5 separate regions of the Mus musculus genome follow, and all the other regions are linked to region 1. A link is a contact called in public HiChIP or PLAC-seq and promoter capture Hi-C data. All regions are on one chromosome and are shown on one strand. Each heading gives the region's core, a stretch centred on a gene start, on an enhancer-like site or on the middle of the called end of the contact. The rest is flanking DNA. Distances are from core to core; before and after follow the strand shown.

What was found. Promoter capture Hi-C pulls out the DNA fragments that hold promoters and counts their contacts. HiChIP or PLAC-seq counts read pairs in DNA pulled down with a chosen protein or histone mark.
Region 2: an H3K27ac HiChIP or PLAC-seq map of extraembryonic endoderm stem cells shows a contact between it and region 1, with 4 times the contacts expected there. The contact joins the enhancer-like site here to the promoter of Disp1 in region 1. A contact is called at or near these places in 7 of 484 Hi-C or Micro-C datasets (the HL-1 cell line, cerebellar granule neurons, cerebellum and 3 more) and 4 of 115 datasets of contacts at active chromatin or transcription factors (embryonic forebrain, embryonic stem cells, extraembryonic endoderm stem cells and 1 more).
Region 3: a contact with region 1 is called in a promoter capture Hi-C map of pre-B cells, with 7 times the contacts expected there. The contact joins the promoter of Degs1 here to the promoter of Disp1 in region 1. A contact is called at or near these places in 2 of 39 promoter capture datasets (liver and pre-B cells) and 1 of 115 datasets of contacts at active chromatin or transcription factors (pancreatic cancer cells).
Region 4: a FOXA1 HiChIP or PLAC-seq map of pancreatic cancer cells shows a contact between it and region 1. The contact joins the enhancer-like site here to the promoter of Disp1 in region 1. A contact is called at or near these places in 1 of 39 promoter capture datasets (cranial neural crest), 5 of 484 Hi-C or Micro-C datasets (cerebellum, cortical neurons, muscle stem cells and 1 more) and 8 of 115 datasets of contacts at active chromatin or transcription factors (bone marrow-derived macrophages, cardiomyocytes, embryonic hindbrain and 5 more).
Region 5: a promoter capture Hi-C map of pre-B cells shows a contact between it and region 1, with 8 times the contacts expected there. The contact joins the promoter of Fbxo28 here to the promoter of Disp1 in region 1. A contact is called at or near these places in 9 of 39 promoter capture datasets (the 3T3-L1 cell line, 3T3-L1-derived adipocytes, the C10 cell line and 4 more) and 2 of 115 datasets of contacts at active chromatin or transcription factors (pancreatic cancer cells and pro-B cells).

Annotation. Positions count from the first base shown.
Region 1 is chr1:183,220,099-183,222,798 of GRCm38.p6, forward strand. It overlaps Disp1 (dispatched RND transporter family member 1), which reads right to left and starts at 1,431. Exons shown (of 10, transcript NM_026866.3): 1 at 1,225-1,431.
Region 2 is chr1:182,659,311-182,662,010 of GRCm38.p6, forward strand. No RefSeq gene overlaps it. Among named protein-coding and RNA genes, the nearest start is that of Ccdc185, 89 kb to the right of the region's middle. Within about 2 kb of position 1,276, at least 2 of the 459 cell types and tissues checked have an H3K27ac peak or open chromatin away from gene starts, as enhancers often do. A contact at or near this core is called in extraembryonic endoderm stem cells, where this site is marked.
Region 3 is chr1:182,281,415-182,284,114 of GRCm38.p6, forward strand. Degs1 (delta(4)-desaturase, sphingolipid 1) reads right to left here and starts at 1,387. Exons shown (of 3, transcript NM_007853.5): 1 at 1,208-1,387. The coding sequence starts at 1,289.
Region 4 is chr1:182,498,447-182,501,146 of GRCm38.p6, forward strand. All of the region lies in intron 2 of Capn2 (calpain 2), which reads right to left. Among named protein-coding and RNA genes, the nearest start is that of Capn2, 18 kb to the right of the region's middle. Within about 2 kb of position 1,440, at least 32 of the 459 cell types and tissues checked have an H3K27ac peak or open chromatin away from gene starts, as enhancers often do. A contact at or near this core is called in muscle stem cells and pancreatic cancer cells, where this site is marked.
Region 5 is chr1:182,340,211-182,342,960 of GRCm38.p6, forward strand. Fbxo28 (F-box protein 28) reads right to left here and starts at 1,396. Exons shown (of 5, transcript NM_175127.2): 1 at 1,113-1,396. The coding sequence starts at 1,379.

The DNA.
Region 1 (2,700 bases), core at 181-2,680:
TGAACACTGGCTGCTCTTCCAGAGGACCTCAGTTTGCTTCCTAGCACCCACATGGCAGGCAGCCCACAACTCTAGAGACAGGCACTGTGATGCCCTCTTCTGGTTTCTGAGAACAACAGGCCCACATGTGGTGCCCAGACATACATGCAGGCAATAACACCCATACACATAAAAACAAACAACTTAAAAAAGAAATGAAGAGATGCAAAAAGAAATCAACCCAACAGTTAGCCCCATGACTTCAGAAGACTGCCTTCAATGTCTTCATTAATATGTTAAAGCACTATGTTAGGTGCATCCTGCATTACATCAGCTGTGCCACCCAACAAACCGTTCTTATAATAACTTGTCTCACTGCAGCACAAATCTCAAGTAAGTCAGTGAGATACCGGGTTATGGATAAATGCACAGTGCTTTCTGGTTTGTTTGTATGTTTGTATTTGTTTCTTCAAGTAGTTCAGGTCAGACCACCAAGTAAGATGTAAGTTACCAGTACTGGCAAATACCGGGGGATAAAATTAAGATTGTAACTCTTGGGAAGGGAAACACTTGAAGCAATCAGTATACACCAGCCTCCATCAGTGACAGTACTCTGGCTTTGCCTAGTTATGCTCAGTGTGTGGCAAGAATCCAATCTATTTAACATCTAAAAATGTGTCACCCCATTGAGAAGCAAACAGTAAGTCATAAAGTGCAAACATGAAGGTGCAAGCTTTGTCCAGATACTTACAAGCTCACTCCACGACAAAGGAAGTGGGACAACCTGAACTCCGCAAGGTAGAGAAGAGTCTAAAATGAAAACTTCAGTGGGCTTGCTTGTCTGAATCAAAGACCTAAAGTCCTATTAGTCTGACAAAGCCTGAACGGGAGCTAAGTGAGTAAGAGTTCAGGTTTTCCCTACGAATGTTGGGTATTCCCCTCCGAAGACCACTGGAAGAGGGGAGAAGTCTTAAGAGAAAGAAAGCAATGTATTGCAAAGAAAGCAATGCTGAGCATGCAAGCCTTGGCTGCTCATCTCGCAGATGAGTTAGGTCAAGACGTCCTTCTCATCTTTAACCCCGAGGGTGAAAAGAGCTGCCTCTGGAGCGTCTCCCTGCAAGCCCCCCAAGGCCATCTCGGGCCACCTTCCCTACGAGCCTGGGGACGCGGACACACCCCCATGGAAGATGTCACCTCGGCCTCCTCAGCCCCTCGCAGCCACCCTCCGCCGCCAGCCGTCCTCACCCCGAGATCCCTGCTCTCCCGCCGCGCCGACTCCCGCGTGCCTCCTCGGCCTCCCCGGACCGCGGGGACGCAGCGCCGAGAAGCATCCACACCGACCACGGGCGTCCGGGACACTGAGGCTCCGAACTCTGCTCCAGCCGGAGCTCGCGGATCCTGGCCCGGAGCCGCGCTTCCGCCTGGCGCGGGCCGCGGTCGCCAGCGGGACCGGAAGTCCCGCCTCCGGCTATGGGCCCAGGCCTCCTGCTACTCAAAGCCGCTGCAGCTGGGCTGGGGTGCAGAGGCACATGCATCTCCTGTCTCCGTCTTAGCTGTCACTTAGCCAGTCTACAAATGCTGGGCCAGGTGTCCACTAGATGACTCTGAGACCGACCTCTGAGCCCACATTCTGGTTGAAAGTTGAGCTAAACAAAAGCAGTAGCTAATCAGACACCGCGAAGGACTATGTTTTATTTAATTCATTCAGACTGTTTCTTTTCTCCATCACTCATGAAACAAGAAAATGGTAGACGGAGAACCACACCTTGACACACTGTCTAGTTATCTTTAGCTCTTGTTTTTTGTTAAAACCTACTTTCATGTCAGGACTCTAAGGATAACTAAGAGGCATTGAAGTCAAGGCTGGGGACTCTTGTATCTCCTTATCCTTCACAATGTAGCAATTTTGAATAATTCTCTTTTTCTGCTTTTTACTATTAATTTGGGTCCTTTAATTGGCTTACTGAGGATAGGTGGCTGAACCTGGTGTGTTGGAGCACAGGCTGTAACCCTACAAGAAGCACAATTTGTTGTAACACAGCAGTGCTGTGGGAATGGTATGGTGTGTAGAGTTGAGCAAGAAGACGGACTATAAATAACAATTTCAGTTGAGACTGAATTAAAGAACAAATAAGAGTTAAAGTAGGCAAGGACATGCATAGCAGTATACCAGAAAGTAAGAGCCTGTCTTGTTCAGGCAACTGCATAGAAGTACAGTCAATTAAAGTCCAAGACCTCAAAGGCAAGAAAAAAACATAGACAAGACCAGATGTTGCTGTACTTTCGTAGTGGTTTGTAGATTTGGCCCCCCCAAAGATTCGTGTTTGAATGCATGGCCCACAGGGATTGATACTATTAGAAGATATGTCATTGTTAGAAAAGGTGTGGCCTTGTTGGAGGACATGTGTCACTGTAGGGGTGGGCTTTGAGGACTCCTAGTGCTCAAGCTCTGCCCAGGATGGAAGAAAGGCAAAATGCAGAACCCTCAGCTCCTTTACCAGCACCATGTCTGCCTGGCTGCTGCCATGTTTCCTGCCATGACGATAATGGACTGAACCTCTGAAACTCTAAGCCAGCCCCAATTAAATGTTTGCCTTGGTCCTAGTGTCTATTCACAGCAATGGAACCCTAACTAAGACAACTTTATACCAAATATTTTAGCTTCAAATTTCATACAACAGAGTCAATGGAGTCACCATTAGAATAGACAAAACAGCGGAT
Region 2 (2,700 bases), core at 26-2,525, 560 kb before region 1:
GAATTCACCAAGCAACAGCATACCTGTGATTTACAGCTCAGTCTTATTGTACAAGAAGAGACTCCCATAGAACAGTGTGTAAGGCAAATTACAGTTCTCTGGAGCTTTCCTCAAATATTTCTGAGGTAGTCTCCTGGCATTCATAACTGGTGTTCAACTAACGATTGTTCCTAACACGTTGGAATTTCTGTTTTGACAAGTGGTAAGTGGTAAATATCTAGAGATTTCTACCATTAACTTAGTGTGTGAGCCAGGTATCTTTTAACCACATGAATATTTATCTATTCATTGGATTGTTCTAGTAATTTAAGATTTGGTAAATAGAACTTTTTTTTTAAAGATTTATTTATTTATTACATGTAAGTACACTGTAGCTATATTCAGACACTCCAGAAGAGGGCATCAGATCTCGTTACAGATGGTTGTGAGACACCATGTGGTTGCTGGGATTTGAACTCTGGACCTTCGGAAGAGCAGTCGGGTGCTCTTACCCACTGAGCCATCTCACCAGCCCGGTAAATAGGACTTTTGAATCCTTTTGCCTGTGGTCCTGCCTGAATATCAGGGTCTTCAATCACCTCTATTATTCTCAAAGACAAACTTGGGGGCAGAACTCGGATTCTCTCATCCCTTCGTCATCCCAGGTATTTGCTGTTGCCCTGGTTATCATAGATCTAATGCAATATAAACAGGTATTTGGGGCTTGCGTTAGTATTTTTCGGTTGTGATAAAATGTTGTGACCAAGGGGACTCACGGGAGAAAGAATTTATTTTGGATTATGGTTCCAGAGGACTAAGGACCATCATGGGGGAAGGCATGGCAGCAAACAGTAGATATGGCAGTCACAGCAGGAATCTGAGGACCTAAAGATCACTCCCAGTGATGTACTTCCGCTGGCAATGCCACCCACCCAAAGCTTCCCAAACAGGGCTAACCAAGAGTTCAAATACTGAAGCCTAGGGAATAACAGTTCTCATTCAGACCACCCCAGGCTGAAACTCATATAGAAGTTTGTGCTACTCTGAGGAAAAGGACCATGTGCAGAATTTACCACACAGTGCCTCCAAACCTAGCCTCACGTCCCAAACCCTCCTCTCTAGTAGGCATGTGGTAGTTGAAGATTAGAAAGTGGAATTTTGAGAACTGACCCTCACGGTGCATCTGTGGATTGGCGCATGACATCTGTTCTCTCTTCTCAGGAAGCGTAGAATCTGCTTCTGACCCTCTTGTTTACAGAGCTCTGACTACTATGGTTCACCCCTGGCGATAAGATATCCTGGAACTAAGTTTGGAAGCCACAGTGCAGATTAACTCCTTCTTTTCCCCTCATCGTGGTAACAGCAGGGAAGCTCTGGCTAACATGGAGTTTTCCACAGAATTCTGTTCTCTGGCCAGTGTCATCTCTGGGCAACCCAAGCTCAGGACACGAAGGCTTACAACTGCCTATGGTGAGGCAGTGGCAGGGCTCTGTGATCTTTGATACCATTACTATGAAATAAGCATGAACCTCTGGGGTAGGCAAGGGCTGTCAGACTGGACTATTATCCTCTGGCCTGTCTAAGAATCGGTCCAGCATCTGTTGCCTAAGTGAGCATGTCAACTGCAAACCTACAGGGACAGAGGCTCTGATATCCTCTCTCCAGCTTTAGCTGGGGGTTTAGAAAGGTCTCAGAATCCCAGTTGTTGGGTTCTAGAAGCTTCTAGAAGGCCTTGCACTGATAGCTATTACGGTCACGGCTGTGATTTACTGTGGAAACAGATTAAAATCAGTCCGGGAATTATAGCATGGAGCTCCGGTCTCCTCACCCAAGCTCAGGACACAGATGTTTTCTGGCATCGGTGTGGTAATACGCACAGGGCTGGCCAAAAGCATTCCTTCCATTATCTTTTCTGATTAAAATAACAAAGACTTCTGGTTTCCTGTTTGAACCGTACCCGATACAGAGCAAGGAGGTTGATCCTCTGCCATCCCACTTCCAGACAGAAGGTGTGAAATAGACCATAATCAAAGGTCATATGGCACCATGTACTAAAGGCAGTGGGGCACACCAGACAAGGTCCTGAAACATAGGTTCTGACAAACTGATTAGTCAGGTCTCTAGAGTGACAGAACTTGTAGAATGAATCGGAATCTCTTTATAGAGATTATATATATATGGGATTATATATATGGAAATATATATGAAATATCTCATATAGTCATATATATCACATATATACATGATTTATTACATACATATCATATATATATGTGTGTGTGTGTGTGAATATATATATATATATATATATATATATATATATATATATATATATGATTTATTAGAATGACTTACCGGCTGTGGTCCAGCTAACCCAACAATGGTTGCCTGTAAACATAAGGCCCAAGAATCCAGTAGCTGTTCAGTCCGCGAGGCTGGATGTCTCAGCTGGTCTTTCATATACACTAGAATCTCAGAGAAGTAGGCTCTTTGAGAGCAACTTTCTTCTCCCATGCCTTTTATAGAGGCTTCCAGCAGAAGGTATGACAGACTAAAGGTGGGTCTTCCCACCTCAAAGAGTTGGATTAGAACTAGATCTTCCCACTCCAAATTATTTAATTAAGAAAATGTTCCTCACAGGTACGCCCAGCCAATTTTGAGTTTTAGTTTATTCCAGATGTCGTCAAGCTGGCAGCCAAGAGTAATCATCATAGCCTGTGA
Region 3 (2,700 bases), core at 137-2,636, 940 kb before region 1:
GGCAATGACTATACGGAAACCCCAGAGCCCAAAGCACCTGACAGCACAGCTGGTGATAATGACTGAGGCTCACTCAATTTAAGTTCCAGGTCAGAAGTCAGGGGTGCAGCTCAATGGTAGAGAACTTACTAGCACCAGGGATCCCCTGAACGTGAATTCCACTAGAAAAATAAAGTCCATTTGAACGGCAGCTAGTCACTCTGATTTGCGAAACAAGTAATGTCTAAGTTTAGCAACTACTGCAGAAACCAGGGCCTCGCCGCCCCCTCCCCCATTAGGCAAATATTTTTAAGAAAGAGTGTGAAAATGGTGGATATGAGGCAGTTCCTCATATTAAAAGGCCTTTCATTGATTCTCTCAATTAAATCAAAACAAACAAACTAAAACAACTTTCTATATCTAGCACCAAGAAAAGAAAAAAGGCAGACTCTTTGGCTGCAGTCTAATTATGAAGATGTTGGAATCTTCTTAAACATTACTTCATCTTTTAAAATGCCGGCTCAGGCAAAGTACTGGAAAGGAAAAATTGAACTGGTTCATATATGCAAAGCTCATACCCAACAATTTGTCCTTATTCTTAAGAGCAGCCTACGTGGGATAAGAGACCTCTCTATCTCACGTGGAAACCCCCCCTCCGCCCCCCATACTCTCCTAAATCAGGCCTAGCCTGTCCTAAGGTCCGGGAGGCTAAGCTGCGCGCCTTTCCTATGCAGCCGGTCCCGCAGATCACTGGAATAAAAACTCACAGGAGCCATCCGGTCTGGGAAGCCTAGGGTCACCCGAACCTGGTCCCCCGCTAGGCCTGCAGCTGACTGGACCACGTGATTGAGGCTCCCGGGGCCGGGGATGCCCCTGGACCACGCCCTGAGCCAAGCAGGCGTCCGGGCTCGAGCCTACCGCTCCACCAGGAGCGGGGGTCACCCTCGACTGTCGGAGCAGGAGGGGCGAGTCCGGATCGCCCTACCTGGGGACCCTCAGCTCACAGGCCGGCGGAGGCCTCCAACACATGACCATCGAAGGGCTAGCAGCGAGCGGCGGCGCGCTGATCCCTCATCCCTCGGTTCTCCCGCCCGCCCGGAGCCCGCGCCGGCGGCCAAGCAGCGGAGCGGCTGGAAGGGGCCGCGGAGGCCGCGCTCGCACGGCGCGCACGGGAGGCCGCTCAGGGCCCGCACGCGGCCACGCGCACATAACGGGGTCCAGTCTTCACCTAAGATCTCCTTGCGCCGGGCGGCGTGGGGCTGGTCCGTGTAGACCCATTCGAACTCCTCTCGGGACACGCGGCTACCCATGGCTGCGGCCTGTGGACCCGCTCTGCCTCCGGCTCGTGTCCGGACGGCGGCAGCTCGAGGCCCGGCTCTAGTCGATAAGCCGCGGGGACGCGGGCAGAGGCGGGGCCTCAGGCCACGCCCCGCAATGACCACGCCCCTCGTGGGAGGCGATGGGCGGGACCTGGGTCGGCAGCCAAGAACCTTGTAGGCTCACGAAGCCTGGGAAAAGGTGAAAAGAGAAGGAAAGATTTGCGGCTGGATAAGGCTCTCGCTTTAGCGCCTCAGTGGGTGGAGTACATGGGGTGGCTACCTCTCCTTGAGTTCGGAAGATCACTGGCTTTGATTAAGTGGCAACGAGCCCATATTTCGCTTAACTTTTAATAGCAAATTATCTGTCGAGCCCTGTTTGGTTGCCTTCTGGAACTAAAACCTCCAGAGATTTGGAGTGTGTGGCAACTAAAATCTAATTTTTAAAAAAGTTTTTTTTTTCTCTTTGCTTTTCTCTCCCCTCTCTCCCGTCTTCGCCCCTCCTCACCCCTCCCGCCCCATATGTTTGCTTTTGTTTCTTGAAGTAGGTTCTCACTACCTAGCCTAGGTTATCCTCCAGCCGGTGGGCCTGCCCTTGCCTCCCAGTGGAATTTCAGACTTGTCTGAACAATGCAGTAAAGAAAAGGGAAGGGAGAGATGGGGTGGAGTTGGTGGTTCTGATGTTTCCCTACACTAATGGTTGCTCAATCATGCATCTTCCCGTGTCACAGAAGTGATCACCCGCAACTTCCTGTGGGAGGCAGGGGAGATTTGATTTCAAAATGCCTATCATTTCTTCACTTACGAGGTTTAGGGATTAGAGGTGTGGCACAGAGTTGGAGCACGGGCCGAGCAGGTGGATGGACTAAGAGCCCTGGCTTCTCCGTGGAGCCTGGAAGTGAAAGGAACTGCTAATTAAGATTAAGATTACAGGATTAGGGATTAGCAGACCAGATGACTTTCCTAAAGAAGCCAAGTGGTCATGAGTATAAATCAGACACAGACACACACCACTGCACATGCATACCACAACGGGAGAGGTGGGGACACAGAGAGACAGACATCCAAGTCTGACAAGTCTTGGAAGTACAACTGCTCATGTATAGAAAACTACAAACTACAGAGGAATCTGCTAAACTATGGGATACCATCAGCAAGATCTCACTGTAGGAAACGATATGGGAATTTTGTGTTCTCTAATAAAGGAGAAAAAAAAAACCAACAAATTAACAGGGACTTAAAGGATAAACTAGCCAGCTGTGATGTATCAGTCTTATTTATTCTGAAGGGTTAAAATGATGTGATGTTATTTAAAGATCTATCTATCTGGGTGCAGTTGCTTTCAGAGGCCAGAAAAGGGTGTCAGATCCCTTGGAGCTGAGTTACATGCCGTTGAAAGACACCC
Region 4 (2,700 bases), core at 190-2,689, 720 kb before region 1:
TTAAAATCATAAGTTAAAATTCTTTAAATCTAAAATAATAAATTTAGCTACATTAAAGAAATTACATGGTAAAAGTCACAATAAGCAAAGAAGTAAAATAATAAGAATATAGAAAACGTGAAAAATGAATGTCGTTAAGGCCTAGACCACGGGTCACTTTTTTTTTTAAGTATATAAAGAGCAAAAGGCCAAGCTTACTAGAAAAATAAAGATACAGTTAATAGAAAAGGGAAAACTGGTGTGTGTGTGTGTGTGTGTGTGTGTGTGTGTGTGTGTGTGTGTGTGTGTTCATGCGTGTGCATACATAGTAACGGGAAGCTGTGTCTGTGCCTGGGTATGTGTGTTTTCATGTGTGTGCATTTACATGAGAGCAGAAGGCTCTGTCTTCTGTATATATTTGTGTGTGCACATGTGTGTGTATGTATGCGCTATGTGACATACACAAGAATGTATGTGTGTGTGTGCATACAAGAGAGCAGAGAGTTCATGTGTGTGCATATGCACAAGAGCAGGAGAGTGTGCCTGTGTGTGTGTTATGTGTATACACAAGAGCAGAAGGCTGTGTATGTGTGTGCAGTGCAGTCTCAGGTGCCGTCCTTTCTGCGTTTTGAGGCAGGCTTTCTCACTGGACTACTTAGGCTAGGCTGGCTGGTGAGGGAGCCACAGACCCTCTCTCCCCTCAGCCCAGGGCTACCTGCTACAGTGAACACAGACCCTCTGTACCCTCAGCCCAGGGCTACCTGCTACAGTGAAGCGCCCTTGACTGTACTTATGCTTTTCTCTCTGGGTTGGGGCTCCCTCTTCCTTCTGGACATTTCTCTTTCTCTATTAAGTTAAGGTCTGCAATTCTGTAACTCAGGCTGACCTAAAACTCACTAATAGTCTAGACTGGTCTCAAATTTACAGCAATCCTCCTGCCTCAGCCTCCCAAGTGCCGAGATTACAGTTGTCTAGCATCTGTGTGGCTCTGGAATGCATTTCCTTTATAGCTGCTTGGTTTTCTTTAAAGCTATCATGTTTGCACTGTCTGTATTTACACTGCTGGCTGTGTACCCTGGGAATGGAGAGGCACATGTATATATAAATTCTGCCTTGGCTGCTGTACAACTGTGACAGACCATCTCTAGTCTGTCTTTCTTGCCCGGAGAGCCTCATACTGGCTTCTGTCCAGCACCCGGGACAAGGGCAGGGACAAGGGTCAGAGACAGGTCACTGTAGCACTTATCGCTCATGAGAGTCCCCAAGGCTGTGCCTCCCCAGGGTGGGAGCTGGCAGCTGTTGACCATGTCCATGCTTAGCCCGGAGGTTACTGAGCCGCCTGTGACCACTGTCTACAGAATGCCAATCTGTCACCCAGGCTGCCTCACATCATCCCGGATGACACCAAAACTTCAGATTGAGCCCCAGAGGCCTCCTGTGTCCTGTCATCTACTCCCACTGGACTTTGTTTCTGTGACAAAACAGAGATAGAATATCTCCATCCAAATAGAGAGACCAGACTTGGGCTACACATATTTACTTTAGGATTATAAAACTCTGAGGTAAAATGACTGACAGTTTGAGGAAGGTGGGGGAGGCGGGGTTCTCGAGTCTAGAACCAGCACTGAAAGGACATTACTGTGGCCAGGGGAGTGGCCGAGGGTCTCACAGCCAGCCTGGCCCCCTTCATCTTTTACCTGGGGACACACTAAAAAATTCTGACTTCCTGTGGTGCAGTCCTCCAGGGTTCCCATCCAGGGTGTGTCTTGCTGCAGGCAGAGTTCATGCCTCTTGCCCGAGACCTGGCCTCCTCTGTTCTGTTTCTAGTTTTTCACTTCTCTGGCATGTTCCACACACCTGTTTGTCTTCCAGGACCAGAAGGCACCATAAGCCTCATCACCACGCCTCCAGACTCTTCAGACTCTAGGTTCTTTATCCTCTCAGCCCCCTGTAGCTTCGGCTCACTTTGTTCCTTGGCCCAGGCTCTCCCTTCCTGTGGCCTTTCCTTCCCTGGGTGTGACCCGCCCTTCTCACATTGTCCTAGGCACCACTCTGTCCCATCGGCTAAACAGGAGGCAAACAAAACAGACATGACAGTTGCCCACTGAGTCCATGACCCAGGAGCCTTGGACACTAAGGCTGGAGGGGCAGCAGTCACTTTGGGCAGGGACACTGGCCCAGCCTGGGTGGTGAGAAACTAAGCCAGAGAGACCCAGTTGGCCCACTGGAGGCCGACGGATACACACAAATGTGGTTAGAAATCTAGGTCTGGCCCTGATGCTGCTGCCGCTTAACAATGGGTGAACTTTGCCGCCTTTCTTTTCATCCCGTGCAAGCCTTAGTCACCTTTGGCAGTTTTGTTCTGGGAGGTGTGAAGCTGGCAGAGGGCTTGGGGAGGAGGGGCAGGGATTGCCACTGAGGTGGGAGTGAGAGAGGGAGGGGACAGTGCTGTGCCATAGCTCTGTCTCACGATTCTGGACAAGTCTTTGGCAGTGCTTCCAAAGTTGCAGAAAGTGCTGCTGTCCAAACAAAGGGACCGGATCATGGAAGTCAAGGTCAATATGGAGGTCAAGGTCAACACAGAGGTCAAGGTCAATATGGAGGTCAAGGTCAGCCCTGAGGTCAAAGTTAACATGGAGGTCAAGGCCAGCACTGAGGTCAAGGTCAGCAATGGCATTAAGCTCAACACAGAGGTCAAGGTCAACACTGAAGTCAGGGTCC
Region 5 (2,750 bases), core at 146-2,645, 880 kb before region 1:
TGTTTTTAAAGATGATTTCCTTTGAAACACAATACTGGTCAATTTAGAGATGGAAGAATAGGGCTAAAATATGGCATAGCGATGAATAAGTAACCGCCACACACAGCACATTCAGAAAGATGTCTTTGTCCTTTTATCAACAATCCCGAGCACATTTAAGTGACTACATCAAACCAGCTCACAACCACTTCAAAATGTCCACCTCCTCCAATTTCCTAACCACCTAAGGGGAAATACCCCGGTAGGAAGTGAGATATCTTCCTGAACCAAGTAATTCATCAAATCTTCGGTCAAACCTCAGGGATGTAGTAAAATTCCAATGGCAATTTTTTTTCTTTTTAAATTTTGGCTAGGACAATGTGTTATTTTTAGGGTATAATAAGTAAACCACTCCGACTGCAGGAGGGTGGGCTTGAAGCACATTTGAAAAAAAAAAGCAAACAAGCGGGAGGGGGTAATAGCTTGACAAGGGGACAAGTTGCTTCGCTATAGTAAGGAGTGTCAGGGAGGCAAAGCCAGTCAGGTCATCATCTCCCAGGGCTCTACTTTAGTGAGCAACTAAGGCTCTGGGGTTTTAAACGCACAACACAACTGCAATCTTAGAACCGCAACTGGGGCTCAAGGGGGAGCGGGGGGGGGTGGGGGGGGGACAGCCAAACCCCCTTCATCCTTTTCAAGCAGAAAGCCTGGGTTGGAGGGACAATACACACTATTCTTGCAACACAACCCAAGCCTGGCTGGGATCCTCTGCCCACTTGGGAGTGAACTCCAGAGCCCGAGCGGGCAGTCGAGGCAGGCGCCTGCCCCTTCGGGAGTCCCTGTCGCCGGTCCAGCCGGGCGGAGGGCACCAAGCCCCGCTCCGTTACTTCTCGCAGGCGGGCGCGTCCCGGGCTAGGGGCGAGGAGACCCTCGGGGCGGGGCGAGGCGCAGAGCGGAGCCTCGCCCGCCCGGCGGTCGCGATGCCAGCGCGGCAGCAGCAAGCACCCCGCCGGCCGTCGCCAGCGCCACTTCCCGGCTGCCGGGGACGCGCGCGCTCCGTGTCCCGAGCCGGCGGGGCTCCCTCCCCAGGAACGCGCCGCCCTCGCCGGTCCTCCCCAGGCCTCGGCCCTCACCAGGCGGAGCTGGCTAATTTCGTCGTAGGACATAAAGCTGAGGATGTTCTCGATGGCTACGATGGGCAGCGCCACCAGTGTGTTGTTTTGGGGCAGGTGGTCCGGTGCCAGCGCGGGCGCGGCGGGTGCCTGGGACCCGGGCGGCGGGGCCTGCGACGGGGGCGCCGGGGGCTGTCGCTGAGCGGAGCCGGCAGCCGAACAGGAGCCGCCGTCGCCGTGGCCGCCGCCTCCTTCCTCAGCCATCCGCTCCTCAGACGCCGCCGCCATCTTGGGAGTTTGATTCCTTCCTCCAATGTAAGGGGATCGGGACACTTCCTGTGCGTCACTTCCTCCTCCTGGGGGGGGGGGAGCTTAAGGAGAGGGAGGAGCTCGTGGGATGACAGCTGGAAAGAGAGGCGAGCTTTCGGTGCGTCCATCGGAAAGGAGGGAAGATAGTGCACACTTCAAGAGAGGTGGTCGTTGTAGCTCTTTAAAATCGGAGACTGCCTTGTTAGAGTGGAAACGAGCAAGGATTCCGCAAACCCTAAGAAAGGCGGTCGTCATAGTCCCTTTCATCTGATAAAAGGAACGACAATGGAGCAGTTTTCTTTAAAAGCAACTCGCCAAAGGATGATAAAAACCATATCACCTTCATAAGTTTAGACGGAAATTTGTATTTAGATCAGCATCTCCCAAGAGTCACAGTGATAATTGCAGCATATAAAAAGGAATAAAACACCGCTAGTTTAAAACTACAAGACAACAGGTAAACCCTGAAAGCACATTAATGAAATAAAAACACAGAGTCACACACCATACGACTACTTTTATGTGAAATGCCCTATGTAGGCAGGTCCATAGAGTCAGGGGCGAGAGAGAGAGAGAGAGAGAGAGAGCACAAGCGAGCTTACAACACTTGGTGCACTTCCAGAAGACCCGAGTTTGGTTTCCAGCACTAACACTGGCCTTTGGTTTCCAGCACCAACACTGGCCTTTGGTTTCCAGCACCAACAACTGGCTGGTTTACAACTGCTTAACTGAAACAGAGTGGATTCGTGGTTGGTGGAAGTTGGGAATAAGGGAAGTGTGGAAGACAACAGACAGTTAATGGGTGCATTGTTTCTCACTGGAGGAATAGCCAGTGCTCTTAACCTCTAAGCCATCTCTCCAGTACCTGAATTGTGTGCTTAAAAAAAAAAAAAAAAAAAAGACTTTTATTCTCTGTGAATCAATTTAGGTGAGAACCAATGAAAAGATGCTAAAACCAGAAGACAAGCCTGTGGTAAGGTGTAGCACGTAGTCTCAAAATAACCCACTTCTCATGTAATGCATTAATCACAAAATAAGAAAGGTATGATACAGAAATTCAGGGAACAGGCTTATAATCACATGATTAGGAGTACCACCACAAGTTGTGGGAGGAAAGATCATCACGTGCCTCTTACTAGGACGCCCCATAGGTGACCCAGCATAATGTAGTATTATTTCATGCATAAAAATACACACTCTGCATCTGAAGTAAACAAAGTCAGGTTGGACTTGGTGGTGGTTTGGGTAAGATTGTTTCCTACAAGTTCAGATATTTGAACACTCAGTTCTGAGTTGGCCTTGCGCTTTGGGGTTTCTTTGGGAGGTGGGGCCTAGCTGAAGGAGGCGTGT